2 separate regions of the Sus scrofa genome follow, and region 1 is linked to region 2. A link is a contact called in public HiChIP or PLAC-seq data. All regions are on one chromosome and are shown on one strand. Each heading gives the region's core, a stretch centred on a gene start, on an enhancer-like site or on the middle of the called end of the contact. The rest is flanking DNA. Distances are from core to core; before and after follow the strand shown.

The links. HiChIP or PLAC-seq counts read pairs in DNA pulled down with a chosen protein or histone mark.
Region 1: an H3K27ac HiChIP or PLAC-seq map of alveolar macrophages shows a contact between it and region 2. The contact joins two enhancer-like sites. A contact is called at or near these places in 4 of 5 promoter capture datasets (fetal liver, fetal skeletal muscle, liver and 1 more), 38 of 47 Hi-C or Micro-C datasets (adipocytes, adipose tissue, alveolar macrophages and 19 more) and 2 of 2 datasets of contacts at active chromatin or transcription factors (alveolar macrophages and skeletal muscle).

Annotation. Positions count from the first base shown.
Region 1 is chr1:161,137,203-161,141,786 of Sscrofa11.1, forward strand. No RefSeq gene overlaps it. Among named protein-coding and RNA genes, the nearest start is that of PMAIP1, 49 kb to the right of the region's middle. Within about 2 kb of position 1,554, at least 6 of the 83 cell types and tissues checked have an H3K27ac peak or open chromatin away from gene starts, as enhancers often do. A contact at or near this core is called in alveolar macrophages, where this site is marked.
Region 2 is chr1:161,226,605-161,231,411 of Sscrofa11.1, forward strand. No RefSeq gene overlaps it. Among named protein-coding and RNA genes, the nearest start is that of PMAIP1, 41 kb to the left of the region's middle. Within about 2 kb of position 2,652, at least 1 of the 83 cell types and tissues checked has an H3K27ac peak or open chromatin away from gene starts, as enhancers often do. A contact at or near this core is called in alveolar macrophages, where this site is marked.

The DNA of each region.
Region 1 (4,584 bases), core at 304-2,803, 90 kb before region 2:
CTGCACACTTGAAACTAATACATTGTAAGTAAATTATACTCCAATAAAAAATTTTTTTAAAGATTGAAATATAGGACTATATACCCTTGAGAAACTTTTAATTCCAGTGCCTATTTCTGACAATCATTAAATGTTTCTGTATTTTAAAAAAAGGATGAATTTATAAATATTACAACTAATTTACATTTTAAATTTTATTTCTAAAACTTGCATCTCAAGAACATGAAAAATCTACAGTTGGACAGAAAAGACTTTAACTACAGGAGTTCCCATTGTGGCACAGCAGAAACAAATCCGACTAGGAACCCTGAGGTTGTGGGTTTGATCCCTGGCCTTGTTCAGTGGGTTAAGGATCTGGCATTGCCGTGAGCTGTGGTATAGGTGGCAGACAAGGCTCAGATCCCACATTGCTGTGGCTGTGGTGTAGACTGGTGGCTACAACTGCAATTCGATCCCTAGCCTGGGAACTTCCATATGCCTCAGGTGTGGCCCTAAAAAGCAAAAACAAACAAACAAAAAAACCTCTAAGTACAGTAACAACATCTTGTATTCAATTTACATATTTAACATATGACCACCTAAAAGTTTTGATAGCTGCAGAAAAAAAAAAAATCAGCTTGCCAGAAAAATCTAACTCAGAAATGTTCCAAAGCAACTTTCTTCAAGTTTACAGATCTTAGGTAAGACATAATCCCAACCTGGTTTTATTTTCTACCAGCACCTTGTAAAGTCACCAGGGCAAAAGAATTCACCTCCGGGATTCTTGTCTGATTCCAGAAATTAGAATTTACTCCAGGAGTTCCCATCATGGCTCAGTGGTTAATGAATCCGACTAGGAACCATGAGGTTGCGGGTTCGATCCCTGCCCTTGCTCAGTGGGTTAAGGATCCAGCGTTACCGTGAGCTGTGGTGTAGGTTACAGACGTGGCTCAGATCCCACGTGGCTCTGGCGTAGGCCGGCGACTCCAGCTCCGATTCGACCCCTAGCCTGGGAAACTCCATATGCCACAGGAAGTGGCCCTAGAAATGGCAAAAAGACACACACACACATACACAAAAAAAAGAATTTGCTGCAGGGAATAATTTCTAGAAGTCTAATTGACCCTTAACACTATTTCAGTTCCTGGTTTTTATCACAGTGATTCAGTATTTCTAGATATTACAAAATGATCACAAGTCTAGTTACCATCTGTCACCACACAAAGCAATAACATCATTATTAACCGTATTCCCCACACTTGTTTCTTTCATCCTCATGACTCACTTATTTTGTAATTGGAAATTGGTACCTCAGTTTCCCTTTTCTATTTCTCTAATCCCCACCTCCCCCATTAGAAGTCTTAATGTAAATAGGTAGGTTTCTTTCTTTCCAAACTTGTTGTTAGAAAATAGTGTTTTGCAAAATGGCAGTTCTGATAAGAACATTATATAGGTAACAGCCTCACAAACTTGAGAGTTGAAAGGAGAGTGAAAAGGGGAAGGGATGGGAGGGTTAGAAAATGAGTCAGTGCAATTGGAAATCATTTACCACAAAATAGTTGAAAATGACAGACTCATAGGGAAATCTCTGGCATGTTTAAAATATTCTTCTTGTGGTGGTCATTTTGCTTTACACGAATGTAGCGTAATGCTGACCACAAACCGAGGTTACACGTGGGAAAAGTGTATGAAGAACACGAGGCATCTTTCCCGGCTTTCAGTATTTTTTAAGAGACTTTTTTTTTCTTCCTTTTTTAGGGCCACACTCACAGCACAGGGAGGTTCCCAGGCTAAGGGCTGAATTGGAGCTACAGCTGCCAGCCTATAGCACAGCCATAGCAGCATGGGATCAGAGCCTTGTCTGTGACCTACAGAGTGAGGCCAGGGATCGAACCCCCATCCTCACGGATACTAGTCGGGTTCTTAACATGCTGAGCCACAATGGGAACTCCTCAAGTGATTTTTAATAGCTTTGAAGTAGCTACTTTTTATGGGAAAATAGTTTAAATGTATCTTTATATATAATGAGATTTTTTTCTTTAATATTCTTCAATATATTTATGTCATTTGCTTTGGTGCAGACTCAATGAAAAATTGCTGTCTTATCATCAGTGAGGCTCAGATCAAATGAGGCTAATTCCCTTTCAAAAAACTAAAGCACACACAGAGGTCAATAAAATACAGAACAATACATTTATCCAACATCTTCTGAAAGGTAAACAGGGATGAAGAGATGAAACTTCCATATAATTGAAGTTTATTATGGACATACCATAACTTCATATTTATTTCAAGCACGTTGAATAAAAATGTTTTTAAAATTTATTTTATAATTTACCTTTTTTTTTTTTGGCTGCACCCATGGCATATAGAAATGCCTGGGCCAGGAATCAAACCCAGCCCTCAGCAGTGACTCGAGCTACTGCAGAGACAATTCAGGATCCTTAACTCGCTGTGCCACAGTGGGAATTCCACTTCACTATTTTTTATAGTACAAAATCCAACTTAACCTTTTCTTTTCTTCACCTTCAAAAATATTCATTTTTTTCCCTGACCAATAAGTAGAGAGGCATTCTCAGCAGCTACACTAAGTACTATTTATTTGCTTGAGATCTTTTTTTTTTTTTTTTTTTTGACTACACCCATGGCATGTAGAAGTTCTGGGCCAGGAATCAAACCCACACCAGGGCAGTGTGACCCGAGCCACAGCTATGACAACCTGGATCCCTAACCTGCTAGACCACCAGGGAACTCCATTTTGCTTTTATTGAAGGCTATTTTATTACCTGAACAGAGGTGGGAGTAGTAATACTTGTTGATTTGTTATTCATTTAGGGATGCTTTTTTGTATATTTGTTTCTTGGATGTGTTTTTGAGTAGTTGACTGAATAAGAGGCCTAAAGAAAACACACAACATTTAGGGCAGGAACCTTCATGGACAGATTGCAGAAATCTAAAAGATCCATGGAGGAGTTCCCACTGTAGCCCAACAGAAACAAACTCAACTAGTATCCATGAGGATGCAGGTTTAATCCCTGGCCTTGCTCAGTGGGTTAAGGATCCAGCGTTGCCATGAGCTGTGGTGTAGGTCACAGTTGTGGCTTGGATCTGGCATTGCTATGGCTGTGGTATAGGCTGGCAGCTACAGCTCCAATTGGACCCCTAGCCTGGGAACCTCCATGTGTCGCAGGTGTGGCCCTAAAAACCAAAAAAAAAGGAAAAAAAAGGCATAACGGTCATTTTTCAAAATATGTTGGGGTAGAGTCATGTAATAAATAGGTCCTGTTTTTATTTCAGAGAGGCAGGATATATAGCAATTAGAAGCAGACTCAACCAGACTAGGGAGATTTACTTGATTTCCTATGCCTCTATTTCTTCATCTATAAAATGGTTATTATACAAACAGTACCTACCTCATGGAGTTTTCAAGAAGAAACATATGTGGCAATATCTGCAAAGCACTTAGAACTGTCTCCGGCACATAGAAAGTACAACTATTATATAAGCTACGTTATAGTAAAAAAAAAAAAAACTCTTAAAGAAACATTTTTTGGTCCATATTCTCTAATAGAACATATTCTACTGTTGTTTTCTACATGATTCTAAGAACAAATATGTGTCTGGATATGTAACTCTGCCAGGGGCTATCTTTACCAGCACGTGACCCACCCAGTGTCCCATGCTCATCTCAGAAGGGCCCTGTGCCAGGTTTAATACTCCTATCTTGAAATTCCTCCTACTTTTAAACAAGGGGTCCCCATTTTATTTTGCATTGGGCCCTGCAAGTGATGTCCCTGTTTTTTCGGTTGCTGTTGGTTTTTTTTGTTTGTTTGTTTTTTTTTTGTCTGTTTTGTTTTTGGTTTTGTTTTGTTTTGTTTTTTTATGGCCATACCTTCAGTATACAGAAGTTCCCGGGCCAGGGATTGCATCCATGCCTCTGCAGTGTGCTTGAGCCACTGCAGTCAGGTTCTTAACCCACTGCACGACAGCGGGAACTCCCATGATGTCTCTAATTTTGATGGTGACCACTTAAGGTTCTTCTGTTCTCCTTGGTTCTTTTAAGCCCAGAAACCCTAAACTGGTGGCAGAGCCCTCTCTCTGCACACAGGTGTAGGGTGATTTGCCCTGGAGGACAGGAAGCAATTGAAAGCTCTCAGGCACTTTTCTTTGCCCACAGCACCCAGCAGATGCAGTTGGGGGAGGAGGGGCTGAAAGGCTTGCCTTGTTTGCTTTTCCCTGACTCAGACTTGCAAAGGGAATGCATCTGTAACTATGCATTTATAGAGAGAAGAAAAAAGAATTTTTCCTTCTTGTACACACGACTTATACAAAACTAGGCTTTAGTGGGGCCATTTCCCCTCAGGAGCTAAATGATCAAGCCCAGAGGTTTCCTCCTTGAGATCATTCTTCCTTTGGAGGGGCAGCTTAATAAGACAAGAAGAGAGTCTTTAATTCTAGCTGTACCACCTCAGACAGGCAAATCAGCCAGGAACCCTTAGCCTTACTTCCCAATTGTTTTCAAATGAAGTCAACAATGTTTGCCAGATACCAGGACCCCGTGAGATCAAAAGAAGATAATGTTAAAAATGTGTTCTCATCTGGAAG
Region 2 (4,807 bases), core at 1,402-3,901:
GGAATCCCCAGAAGCATAGAAAGATAATAATGAACATAGCTGTCACCAGATTCATCGACTGACTGTTAACCTTTGCCAATTCTCTTTATCTCTATGCATGCATAAGTGTATGTAATATATATATATGAAAAAATATATAATATATATGGAAACATATACTATTATATTATGGAAATATATGGAAACACACACACATACACATACTCGTTTTCTTGCTATAACATTAAGTTGCAGAAATCATAGTGCTTCACCCCTAAATACTTCAGTATGTATTTTCTGAGAATAAGGACATTTTCCTAATAATAATGCTTTCATTATAACATATCATCACATCATAGCAAGGGTACATGGTATCAACAAATGGGGAGTTATGCTCCCTTAAAGGTGGAGTAGCTACAAAAATTAGTTGGAATTCCTTTGTTCAAGAGATTTCTCTCTTCTCCCCTATTTATTGATGGAGTGTTAAATTAATTCTACAGGAGCCCATTAGGCTGTGGTGGCTTTAATGCTGTGGCCGCCTATGGAAGCAAATCAAAACCTAAGCTTGTTAATGCCTCAAAGTTACAAAATTGAAACCTAAGGACAACAAATTATCAACAGCCAATTAGGCTTTAGGTTATAGCCAATCAATATTTTCCTTACTCTGGGAGTTCCCGTCGTGGCGCAGTGGTTAACGAATCCAACTAGGAACCATGAGGTTGCGGGTTCGATCCCGCCTTGCTCAGTGGGTTAAGGATCCTGCTGTGAGCTGTGATGTAGATTGCAGACACGGCTAGGATCCGGCGTGGAAGCGGCCCTAGAAAAGGCAGAAAGACCAAAAAAAAAAAAAATTTTCCTTACTCTGTTTCCACCTTTTCTCTATAAAAGTCCCTTCCCTGCTCCCATTGGTGGAATCCTCCTCACTACTTCCCCTGTGGTGCTGCCTCATTCAAATCAATTTTAGTTCAAATAAACTCTAAATTTTATACTAGGTTGTAGTTTATCACCTAACAGTTCTCAATCATGTACCATGTCAGCATGAATTCATGGATGTTCGTTTTATACTTAGGGTCATAATCCAAAACAGTTTTATTTACTTTTTGCTCCACCTGAAACAGCGTTGGCCCTGGAGATCTTCCAATGCTTCCTGTGTCCTTTTATATACTGCCATCCTTGTGGGGGTTTGGGTTAGGTTTTTTAAATTTTGTTTCAAACTCTTTCTCACTTTCTGGTGGAGTAAGACGCTCTTGGCTCATCTGGTATAGTTGCTGGCTGAGTCCTAGACTCAGCCATTTTTCCAAGGAGCTCTGCTGCCTTGAATTGGAGAATGAGATTTGAAACCAAGCTCTGAGGGCTACGTATGCTAGCTGCCACTGGAGTGTCATTCCTTCTAGGCCCTCTCATCCGACAGAGGAAGGAAATATATGTGTGTATACTAAACTCTGTATTTACACCTATGTATAAATATTTCCCTGTGTAATCACCTGTGTCTACATGACTCTGAACATGAGTTCACACTGATGTCGGCAATTCAAGTCCATTACCACATGCTCCCCTTGCTTATCTGTAACCTCTTGTTCCAGCAGTGAGAGGCCTGACTCCTACCACCTGCCATCTACTTAACTTCATTCTTTATTGACGTTTTAAAGATGTTGGTATTTTTAAATGTTTAAATTTTCAAAGAATTCTAAATGTGGGTATTCATTACTGCCATTATTCTTTTGATGCTCAAAACGTCCCAAATTTGGCCAGTGGGATCCCTTCCAAGCTGGGTCCTATTACACATCCCTTCAGTCTTTGAGCATCTCATTGCTTTCAGCACAAGCAGATATTCTAGATTCACCTGTGGTTTATTTTAGGCATAAAATCAGTCATGTTTTCAAGGACCCCTAATGCCTTTTAATAAGGAAGTTATTGGATTTAGAAAACAAGACCAGGGTGCCTGGCGTGTAAATTGCTACTGACTTTTTACTATTTTTCAGCCTTTTTAGTGGGCAGAACCCATCATATCTATACAACAGCTTCAATCTTCTGAGTGATGTAGGAATCAAAGGCTCCAGTGACTGGTTTAAAGGTCTCAAATCTACATTTCCCTTTGTCAGAACAGATTTTCTTTTACCCTGAATTTCTGTCTCTTAGGTTGCAAATCTGGGGTACCTAAAATGTTAATTTGGATTTGATGTAAGGATCATATGCTACATACAATATAATTAATCTTTGAGTGAAATGGTTTTTTTTTTCCTTCCTTTTTAGGGCCGTTTCCATGGCATATGGAAGTTCCCAGGGTAGGGGTTGAATTGGAGCTACAGCTGCCGGCCTACACCACAGCTCACAGCAACACAGGATCCTTAATCCACTGAGCGAGGCCAGGGATGGAACCCTCATCCTCACGGATACTAGCCGGGTTGGTTAGCTCTGAGCCATGTTGGGAACTCCAAAATAAAATTTTAAAATACTCCTTTGAGAAGTTGTTTGAGGTTACCAGAATAACTCTTATGTATAAAGTAGATACCACAAATCTAGACACAGATACCACTGGTTATCATTCCAAACGACATCTTAAAGGCGGGAAAGCTAATTATGATCTAGGGATGCTAAAGGCCATCTTGGAGCAGCCTAGTTATTAAGCTTTCTGGCAAGTGTTCCAGTCCAAGATTATGTTTCTGCAGCATTTCTGCCCTCTAGTGGCCAAATCATGGCAGTGGAAAAGGTGGAGAAAAGTACACTGAAACACAATCAGGAGTAGATCTGTACCCATTTCAGTGTGTAAAACTAGTCCTGCCAAAAAGATATCTAGTCTCCTAATCATCTTGTAGAAATAATTAGAAGATTAGTCAATTAAAAGGTACAAAATAAGATGGGAATCTCACACATAACTACAGGTTTTGTTTGTTGTTTTTACTTACTGGCAAAATTTGAAATACTGCCCAAACTCAGGAAAGGCACATGAAAAATGAATAAGCAAGATCTATTTCTGGGAGAAGAAGTGGGTATAACCTTTCAAGAAGATACTTTGGCCATAGGGTTCAACATGTGACATGTTAATATTGTTTGACCTAGGGATTCCATCATTATTATGAAGAATCTATTCACACAAAAGCCGAAAGATGTATGTATATAGGAGAACATTCATAGTTTACAAGGAAAACATTGAAAATGACCAATGTTCCAAAATAAACATCTGATTAAATAAATATGGTTCATACATACAGTGGAATATTGTAGATCTGTACCTGACAATAAATTGCTGAGTGAAAACAGATTATAAGAATAAATAAGAGTTCCCATTGTGACTCAGCAATTAACGAATCTGACTAGCATCCATGAGGATGCGGGTTCGATCCTTGGCCTCGCTCAGTGGGTTAAGGATCCTGTGTTGCCCTGAGCTGTGTTGTAGGTCACAGATGCAGTTCGGATCTGGCATTGCTGTGGCCAGCAGCTACAGTTTCGATTCAACCCCTAGCCTGGAAACCTCCATATGCCGAGGGTGTGGCCCTAAAAAGCAAAATAAATAAATAAATAAATAAAAGTTTTGTATTTATTAAAGATATATGTCTGTGCATGTTTGTATATGTATAACACAGGAAGATGTCTGCAAGAATGAATACTAGATAGAATGTTCACAGTGGTTGTCTCTGAATTTGAATTGTAGGTAATTTTTACCATCTTCTTTGTATTTTTTTGTATTTTTTAAATAAATAGATGAACAAGTACTTTTTTTTAGATTAAAAAAGTGCTATATTTAAAATTAAGCAGGAGTCCTTTTGTGACACAGCAGGTTAAGGACGCAGTGTTATCACTTTAGTGGCTTGGATGGTTGCTGTAGCTTGGGGTTTGATCCCTGGCCTGGGAACTTCCCTGTGCGATAGGCACGGCCCAAAATAAATCAAATCAAATCAAAAAGAATAAATACAATTGGTGACTTAAACAGTAAATAAATGAAATTTCACATTTTGTTAAAAATTGTTTTCTTAAAACCCATGCTGAAATATTACCCATGAATAAAAAGAAATGAACTACTGATTCATGGAACCACACTTTTTGTCTCAAAAACATCATGCAGTGTGAAATAAGCTGGACATACTTTCATTTATATCCCATTATAAAGGAGGTGGAACAAATCTGTATTGATGGTAAACACATCAATGGTCATCCGGGGCTCTGGGTCTGGATTCACTTCGAAGAGACACATGCAAAAAATTTTTGGAGTGATGGAAATATGCTATAGCTTGATTGGAGTGTGACTACACAGGTGAAATATATTATGCAACCGTACACTGGAGATGGATCCATCGAACACATTAAAGCCAAGCTGCTCACCAGAATCTCCACGGCTCATGGAGACAGTGTGATTGTCTTGGCATCCCTAATCTCTAGCTGGGTGGATTTTTGTTTGTTTGTTTTTTTGTCTTTTTGCCATTTCTTGGGCCGCTCCTGCGGCACATGGAGGTTCCCAGGCTAGGGGTCGAATCGGAGCTGTAGCCACCAGCCTACACCAGAGCCACAGCAACGTGGGATCCGAGCCGCGTCTGCGACCTACACCACAGCTCACGGCAATGCCGGATCATTAACCCACTGAGCAAGGGCAGGGATCGAACCCGCAACCTCATGGTTCCTAGTCAGATTCGTTAACCACTGTGCCACGACAGAGCAAGGGCAGGGATCGAACCCGCAACCTCATGGTTCCTAGTCAGATTCGTTAACCACTGTGCCACGACAGGAACTCCTCAAGCTGGGTGTTTTAGACAAGACAGGCCCCAGGCACCCTGGAAATGGGTAAGATATATACTTCCTTCTCCCAAGAACCCACTTCAGTCCCTCATTCCAT